Linked DNA regions of Pan troglodytes: region 1 is linked to region 2. The links are chromatin contacts, called in public HiChIP or PLAC-seq maps. All regions are on one chromosome and are shown on one strand. The core of a region is the stretch at or near the end of the contact, and the rest is flanking DNA. Distances in the headings are between cores, read along the strand shown. Region 1 holds the start of JMJD4 (jumonji domain containing 4). Region 2 holds the start of WNT9A (Wnt family member 9A).

What was found. HiChIP or PLAC-seq counts read pairs in DNA pulled down with a chosen protein or histone mark.
Region 1: an H3K4me3 HiChIP or PLAC-seq map of stem cell-derived excitatory neurons shows a contact between it and region 2, with 2.1 times the contacts expected there. The contact joins the promoter of JMJD4 here to the promoter of WNT9A in region 2. A contact is called at or near these places in 1 of 7 Hi-C or Micro-C datasets (stem cell-derived neural progenitor cells) and 1 of 1 datasets of contacts at active chromatin or transcription factors (stem cell-derived excitatory neurons).

The regions. Positions count from the first base shown.
Region 1 is chr1:21,623,207-21,627,146 of NHGRI_mPanTro3-v2.0_pri, reverse strand. JMJD4 (jumonji domain containing 4) reads right to left here and starts at 2,175. Exons shown (of 6, transcript XM_001143331.5): 1 at 1,776-2,175; 2 at 1,415-1,580; 3 at 681-806; 4 at 188-455. The coding sequence starts at 2,175. All of the region lies in intron 1 of SNAP47 (synaptosome associated protein 47), which reads left to right.
Region 2 is chr1:21,410,734-21,414,791 of NHGRI_mPanTro3-v2.0_pri, reverse strand. It overlaps WNT9A (Wnt family member 9A), which reads right to left and starts at 1,396. Exons shown (of 4, transcript XM_525081.9): 1 at 1,207-1,396. The coding sequence starts at 1,301.

The DNA.
Region 1 (3,940 bases), core at 926-3,425, 210 kb before region 2:
GTTCACAGTGAACCCGGCAGTGGGTGAAACAGAGGCTAGGCCTCAGCGACACCACCTTGTGAAGGGGTCAGCCTCACCCATGAGCCACCCCATTCCAGCCCCGCTGTGGCTGGGAGAGTGGGGAGGTGGTGCTGCCGTCTTCCTGCAGGAAGGCCCCTGATAGGGGGCAGGAGAAGCAGCACATTACCAGGTTGTGCACCTGGTGGTGCCAGCCACTGGGCACAAACACCATCTCGCCCGCTTCCTGCGTGATCTCCAAGGGTGGGCCAGCAAGCTGGCTCCGTGGGTGCAGGTGTGTGTCGCAGAGTGCTGGGGAGGTCACGTCGTAGGGCAGGTTGCCGTGGCGGTCCCGCAGGGCCTCTTCCTGCCCTGGGGGGAAGAGGAGCCACTTCTTCCTCCCACAGACATTGACAGACCAGCTGAAGGAGCGGAAGATGTCAGCATGGAACGGGGACCTGCAGCAGCAAGAGCGCCTGGTTCATGCCTGTAGGGGCTGGTATGGGCTTTGCTTGGCACCCCAGAGGCCTGGTCCAACTGAAGGAGGGGTGGCCCCTTGGTCTCAAGGGATGGCACCCACTGTGAGGCCTGTGCCAAGCAGCCCCCCTCCTGCCACCCTGAGCCTCCCAGTCCGCTCTGTCACCAGGCCCCTTTGGGTTCCACTCCCACATCCGTGGCCTCACCAGCTGCCCGCAGGCCCCGCGTAGACAAAGCGGTAGTCATCCACATCCAGTGCATCCCAGAACTCATTCAGCCAGTCAGACGAGAAGTACACAGGCAGGGTGAAAACGTCCTCCACCGGAAAGTCCCTGTGAGGAGGGCGCAAGGGCACCACCGACAGCACGTGAGGCACGAGGAGACTAGGGCAGCACGAGTGGGGCAACTGAGACCAATCGGCTCCAGTGGAGCTTCCAGATGGCTGCAGCCCCCAAAGAGCCCCAGACCCTCCTCTGAGCCAGACGCTGCTGGCAGGGGAGGGGGCGGGGCAGTCTGACTACAATGGTTCTGCTTATTAGAAAGTACTGATCATGCCTATAATCCCAGTGCTTTGAGATGCTGAGGTGGATGCATCACCTGAGCTCAGGAGTTCAAGACCAGCCTGGGCAACATGGTGAAACCTAGTCTCTTTAAAAAAAAAAAAAAAAGCCGGGAGTGGAGATGCATTCCTGTAATCCCAGCTACTAGGGAGGCTGAGGAGATCTATCTCAAAAAAAAGGAAAAAAAACCATATTGACCTCCCAAAGAACAACACTTGCAGCCATGCGGAAGACAATCCAGTTTCTTTTAAACAGATTAAAGTGCCTCACGGGGAAAAATAGCTCCGTTGTGCACCCAGGGGCCACCTTCATCAGAAAGGCCTCTGGGTTCACGCAGCGCTAGGGAAGGCAGCGCCTCGGTGCGTCCCAAGCCCCATTACCTGCACAGGTGCCAGTCTTTGAGGTAGAGACAGCCCCTGGGAGAGGAGTAGCCCGCCTGTATGTACTCTTTCCAGTAGGTGATGTAGTCTCTGAGAGTCATGTGCTCTTTGGGGTTCGAGTTGTATTCCTGGACCCCACAGTTTGCAACTGGTACAACCACGTCTCCTGAAATGAAAGGCACGGTCCATGCCATCTCCCTGGGCCCCGTCCTCACTCCAAACCGTCTGCAGAGGAACTCTCCAGGGGCCACGCGCCTGGCCTCCCTCACCCTCCCTGGTGCCCCTCTCTAGGCGGGGGCCTCCCGGGCCTGGGTCCCGCCGGCCTTTCCTCCCTGCCCGGGGTCTGCGGCCGCCGCCCCACCGTAGGTCCGTAGCAGGTGGTCGAAGTCGGGCCTCCCCGCGGGCGTCACCCAGCGCCGCCGGCTGCCCCAGCCCTGCGTGAAGGCGCTGGAGAACACGCAGGGCAGGTTGGGCAGCAAGAAGCCCCGCACAAAGTCGGCGTAGGAGAAGGCGCCCGGCTCCGAGACGAAGGCTACCCGGCCCGGAGCCTGGCCGACGCCGGGGACATCGCCCCCCAGGCCTCGGAAGTGGCGGTCGGCGAGGGCGCGCGTCTCGCGGTCCATCCAGCTCAGCACGGGTCGAAGGACCCTCCTCCTCACTTCCGCCGGAGCGGAAACGGTGAGGACCTGCCTCGGAACCAGAAGACGCAGGGCGCCGCGTTTCTGCCCCACCAGCGCCTGGGGCTCCGGCCCTGCACGCATGCGCGCGGCTCGCCGCGGTCTTCACTGCGCAGGCGCCGAGCGGCTGAGGCGCCGCGGTCGGCTCTGGGACGGGTCTGGCGTCCCTCAGGTGAGCGACGGTGTTGGTCTGTTGGGCGCCCGGCCCAAGCCAAGCCGTAGCGTCCGCCCTGGGCTCAGTCCGCGCGCTGTGGCTGACACAGCCCGAGCCCTCCTTCCCGCATCCCCGGGGGGTGGGGGGTATGCGGGCTGCGCTGGGAGAGGGGCGGGGACAGAGGCGGTTCTGGGGGCGGGAGTGCGGCGGTGCGGGGGCGCCCAGGGATGATGGGACCCGGAGAGAACGGTGGGACCCGGAGAGAACGGTGGGACCCAGAGGGAGAGCTGGGGGGCCCTCGCATGGTGGGATCTAGTGGAGATGGTAGGGTCCTGGAGGAGACGGTGGGGACCTGGAGAGGACGGTGGCACTTGGAGGGGATGGAGACGGGATCTGGAGGGGACGGTGGGACCTGGAGGGGATGGGGACAGTGGGGACCTTGGAGGGGACGGTGGGATCTGGAGGGGATGGGGACAGTGGGGACCTGGAGAGGACGGTGGGATCTGGAGGGAATGGGTACAGTGGGGACTTGGAGAGGACGGTGGGGACCTGGAGAGGACGGTGGCACTTGGAGGAGATGGGGACATTGAGGACCTGGAGGGGACAGTGGGGATTTGGAGGGGACGGTAGCACTTGGAAGGGATGGGGACAGTGGGTTCCTGGAGGGATCAGTGGCACGTGGAGGGGACAGTGGGGTCTAGAGAGGATGGTGGGGACCTGGAGGAAAATGGTGGGAGGGCTGGAGGGGGCAGGGTAACCTAGATGGGCGAATGGGGCCCACAGGGGACCTGGAGGGCATGGCAAGGGGCCCCAGGGGATGACGGGTGTCTGGAGAAGATGGTGGGGAATGAGGGAGGGTGTGAAATGAAGGTGTGGTAGGAGTGTGGGTAGGGATTTGGGGCTGTGTACACATGAGCAGGGCTGAAGTGGGAGGACATCGGAGTAGTGACATGAGGAGTGTTTTGCCAAACTTGCAACTGGAGTTACCCCAAAAGTGGCGGCAAGGGAGTTCCCCACACTATCCTCAGGTGGGACCAGTTGGGATACCAAAGAAAGAAGTGCTAAATGCATGGTGAGCCCAGAGCAGTTTTTTTGTTGTTGTTGTTGTTTTTTGAGACAGTATGCAGTGGCACCATCACAGCTTACTGCAGCTTCCACCTCCTGGGCTTGATGAATTCTTTAATTCTCCTGCTTCAGCCTCCCAAGTAGCTGGGACTACAGGCATGAGCCACTATGCCCAGCTTAGTTTTGTTTTTTTGTTTTTGTTTGTTTTTTTTTTTTTTTGTAGAGACAGGGTCTCTGTGTTGCCCAAGCCGGTGTTGAACGTTTGGGCTCAAGCAATCCTCCTGCCTTGGCCTCCCTAAGTGCTGGGATTACAGGTGTGAGCCACTGCGCCAGGCCCTGCCTAGAGGTTTTGTTAGGGGAACTTTCATATAGAGTGGGCTGCGGTAGTCCTCGAGACGGGCAGTAAGGGAAAAGGGACGTCCTCCCTAGGTATGTCTCTTGGAAGGGGTGTGGGTTATGGAGTTTATAGGAAGGTTTCAGGAATTTGGCTCAGGGCCAAGGCCGTTTTCTTTGTAGTAAACCTAGATACTTTCTTCCATGCCTGGAAATGTTAAAGGCCCTGGATTGGGTTGAAGCCTGGTGGGGAAAACCTGTGGTTGGGGCACAGAGGGATCAGGGTACTCTGTGATT
Region 2 (4,058 bases), core at 147-2,646:
CACCGGGCTGACCCTGGAAGACGACCCAGAAGAAAGGAACAGAGAGAAGAAAGGGAGAGAAAGAAAAACACAAAGGGAAAGTTTCCCATGAAAATATTTTATTTTCTTTGAGAACAGGATACACCTGCAGGGCTCCTCGGCCCAGGCGGCCTCTCCCTGCCCGGGCGGGTGCCAGATTCCTGGACCAACGGGGCCCTCTGCCGGCCAGCCCGCCGCGCGCTGGCGCTCAGGCCAGAGGGCCGGGAACAGGTGACCGGCGGAGGGCGGCGGCCCGGCCGAGGGAGCGGCCCAGGGCGTCCAGGTCGGGGGCTGGGATCCGAAGGCCAGCCAGGGCTCCCAGCGGCGGCGCTCGGGGTAGGAGGCTGGAGGGTGGCGGGGAGGCCCGGGGCGCTGCCTCGCACGGCGCCACCCTGCACCTCAGCGCGCCCAAAGCGCAGCGAGGGTCCCTGTAAAGGTCGCAGGACTGGGCATCCCAGACCTCAGAGGAGAAGGGAAGAAGGAAGGGAAAGAAAGGAAGAGAGAGACGCGCCGACAGCCCCGCAAAGCGCTGCTGCAGAGACACGCGAGCACGGGCAATGACACCGCGGGACGCCCCGGCCGGGCCCTGCGCTCCCGGCCAGGTTCCATGGACGCGCTCCCGCGGGCCGGGGCCCGGGCCACAGAGTCAGAAGCAAAGCGCAAGAAAAATAAATTCCTCCAGCTTGGAGGATTTCTCTCTTTCTCTCTCTCTCTCCGTTTGGGGCTCAGCGCGAGGAACATCTGGATTTTGTACGTATTTTTGTTATTGTTAAATTAACTTCTCGAGAAGAGAAAGGGGGGGAAGCTGCTAGGTGGGCGATGGCCAGGGGCTGAGGACTCAGGCTCCAGCCTTTTGGCAAGGACACGGCGGCCCAAGGAAGTCGGGACCTGATCCCAGTCCCTAAGCGCGAGGCAGTCCTGCTCACGGCGGCGACTACGACGACGACGACTCTGCGGTCACGGAGGACCGCGGCCCGGCGCAAGCCCGACGGGTCCACCCGCCTCTCTAGCCGTGCCGCGCAGCGGACGGAGCGACGCGCGCGCCGCAAACAAACAGCGCCAGGCAACCCGGCGGCCCCGCCGCGCCCCGGCCCCAGCCACCCCGGGTGCCTCGGGGACTCCGGACGACCCCGCCCCGGCCCCGCCGCCCCCGCCCACCAGTGCGCGCCGGCCGCCGAAGGCACCTACCCGAAGTAGGCGGCCGAAGGGCGCAGCGCGGCGAGCAGCAGTGTCAGCCCGAAGGCCGCGGCCAGCCAGCGCGCCAGCGGGGACCCATCCAGCATCTTGCCGCGCCTCGGCGGCCGACCATCGCGCTCCCAGCTCCGCGCAGGGCGCGCCGCGGCCGCCGCCCTCTTATAGCGCCCGGAGCGCGGCCAGCTGGGCCCGGCCCCGCCCCGCGCCCGGGAGGGGATCACGCCGGCGCCGGGGGCGGGCCGAAACCCGAGCCGCGCGCGCCAGCCCGCCAGCCCCTCCCGGCCACTCGGGGCCCCGGCCGCTGCTCCCGGCGCGGGTCTCGGGCGCGCCCTGCCCGGCGGGGATGGAGGAAGGGGAGGCGGAGAGCGGTGGGAACCGAGGGCGGGGCGTGCGAGAACCCGGGGCGACCACGGCGGGACGGCATTGGCGGGACGGCATTGGGGGGCCGGAGGCGGGCATCGGGAAGCGGGTAGAGCGTTGGGGGCGCTGCAGTGGGAGCTTGGGGCGGCCCCGGGGGCGGGATTGAGGGGGAGGGGAGGGGAGGCGTTGGCCGCCGGGCTAGCCGCCGGCGGGGCTCCAGGCCGGGACGGTCGGGGATGGTTCCACAGAGGACCCAGCCGTCTGCCCCGAGCTGGGCGCTGCGCGGCTGCTCCGTGGGAAGCTTGGTGAGGAGGAGTCGGGCCAGCCGGTGATGCCTGCGCCTCTTGCGCATGCTGACCCCCTCAAGGAGCGGGGCCAGAGAATCGCTCCTTTCTGGCGGGGACTGTGGCCGCTTTCGGCCTGGGAATGAAGCGACGTAGCCTGCTGGGGCTGTGAGGTGAGTAGCTCTACCTTTTGGGGTCCTGATGGTCTCCCCATTCTTAAATTGTGGGAGTGGAGCTAGCGGCTAAGTCAATGCCACACCAGCCATCGGGCGACGCCCTTCTCAGAGCCTGTTTCCTGGCCGGGACGGGGAGAAAGAGGACTCCTGGGATGGAAGGTGCACACCCAGGCAGCTGGAAGCGCACAGTCACAGCCCGGGGACTCGTCCCCTCTGCTGATACGGATTCGGAGCTGCTTCTGAAGCAGAATGGTGTCAGAGGACCCAGAGCTGGCATTAGGATACAGGTGCACACATTCCAGACAGACCTGGGGGTGGCATCCAGGAGAAGGCTTGTAAGTTCCCTGGATGGGGCCTCTGTGCCATGCAACAAGGGACACAAGAACAGGGCTTGGGGTCCAGGCTGGCGGTGGCATGCCTGCCACCTGCAGACCCTGGTCAGTGCAGGATGGTGCCTCCAACACGGGCTAGGCTGCCAAGGCTGAGGACACAGGGCCAGCGAGCCTGCCCAGCCACGTGCTGCAGGGGCCTCAGAGACCTGGGCTGCGGTGCCAGGTCTCTAGGCAGTGCCCTCTGTGCCTGCAGGGACTGATTCTGGCACAGTGACCGCAGAACCTGGGGGGCGGAGCACATGCCCCCGGAAGGCTGTGAAATCCTGCCAGTGGCAGTGACAGAGGCGAATATGAGGGTCCTCAGAGGAAAAACAAAGAAGATAGGAGCAGCAGAAAATGGCCCCCACGAGGATCTGAGCCAACCTCGCCACCCCTAGGGCTCCCGGCCCTGCTTCCCTGGGAAAGCCTGGCCATGCGGGTCACCCCTGTGAGCATGCCCTTTCTGAGTCTCTGATGGCCAGCTTGCCAGGTGAGCTTCAGGTGCATGTGGGGCAAAGCAAGGGTGGGGAAGGGAGGAGACTGGGCCTGGGCAGTCACTCCCTCTCGGGGCCTCGGTTTCCCCATCTGAGACCCATCCAACTCCAGCGAGTGGTGGCTTTTCTCCAAGGCATGATGTCCTGTGTGGGAGCCCTGGCCCCTGGTTCTGCTTTTCCACTAGGTGTGACTGGTCTCACATCCTTCCCCATCCATAGGACCCCCCTCCTGTGGGGAGAGAGCACTTGTTTGTCCTCTTTTGCTCAGGGGGCTGGGCCACCTCCCTTGAAATGGGGCTGACTCAGCAGAGGGAGTGCAGACGGCAGCCCAGCCCACCCAGGCTGCAGCGACCCCAGTGGGAGGCCCACCCGCCCCACGGCCATGGGCTCCAGTGAGCCCCCAAAGTCTGGCTCCAGTACCAGGAAGTGAGAGGCAGCAGAGGGAAGCAGACAGGACGGGAGACCCTCCCCCCCCACCCCCCTGCAATGATGGCATGCTTAAAGGCATGGAGGCTGCCTCCAAGAAGACGTGTGAGATTGTAAATGTGCATCACAAGCACCTCCGGCATCACAGAGCTCCCTTCCACTGGGGGTGAAGCACTCTCCCAGCAGCAGCTTAGTGGTCCCCAAAGAAGGAGGCAGCTGCCTGGCCGGCTGAGGGGCAGGGGGCTCTAGTCCCAGTCCTGGACTCTCAGGACCACATTTGGTGCAAGAGGGTGCTGAGAAGGATGATCCAACATCCATGAACTCAGGAAGGACCCTGCTGTTTCGCCAGAGAAGGGAGGTCATCAGCTCATGGCAGCTTTTGGTGGTGGTGGGAGTGGCAGGCCAGCCCTGAGTGGCCCCACCAGACCCCCACTTGAAGCCCTGGCCCAGCTCCAGCCAGGAGCCTATCAGAATGCCCAGGAGCCCAGGGCATGTGGTTGGTAGGACCCAGTGCCCCAGGCAGGGTAATATCAGAGATACACCTGAGGTCTGGCAGGGCTGGCCCAGCTCTTACCTCCCTGCACCTAGGATGATGGCGGCAGATAGAGGCAGTCCCCTCAGCCTACCTGGACCCAGGGAGAATCACACCCCCTCCCACGAATGTCCCAGGCTCTAACTCCCTTTCACGTCTGGCTGCCCTCACCCACCGTGGCCTGCCTGCTGCCTCAGCCACAG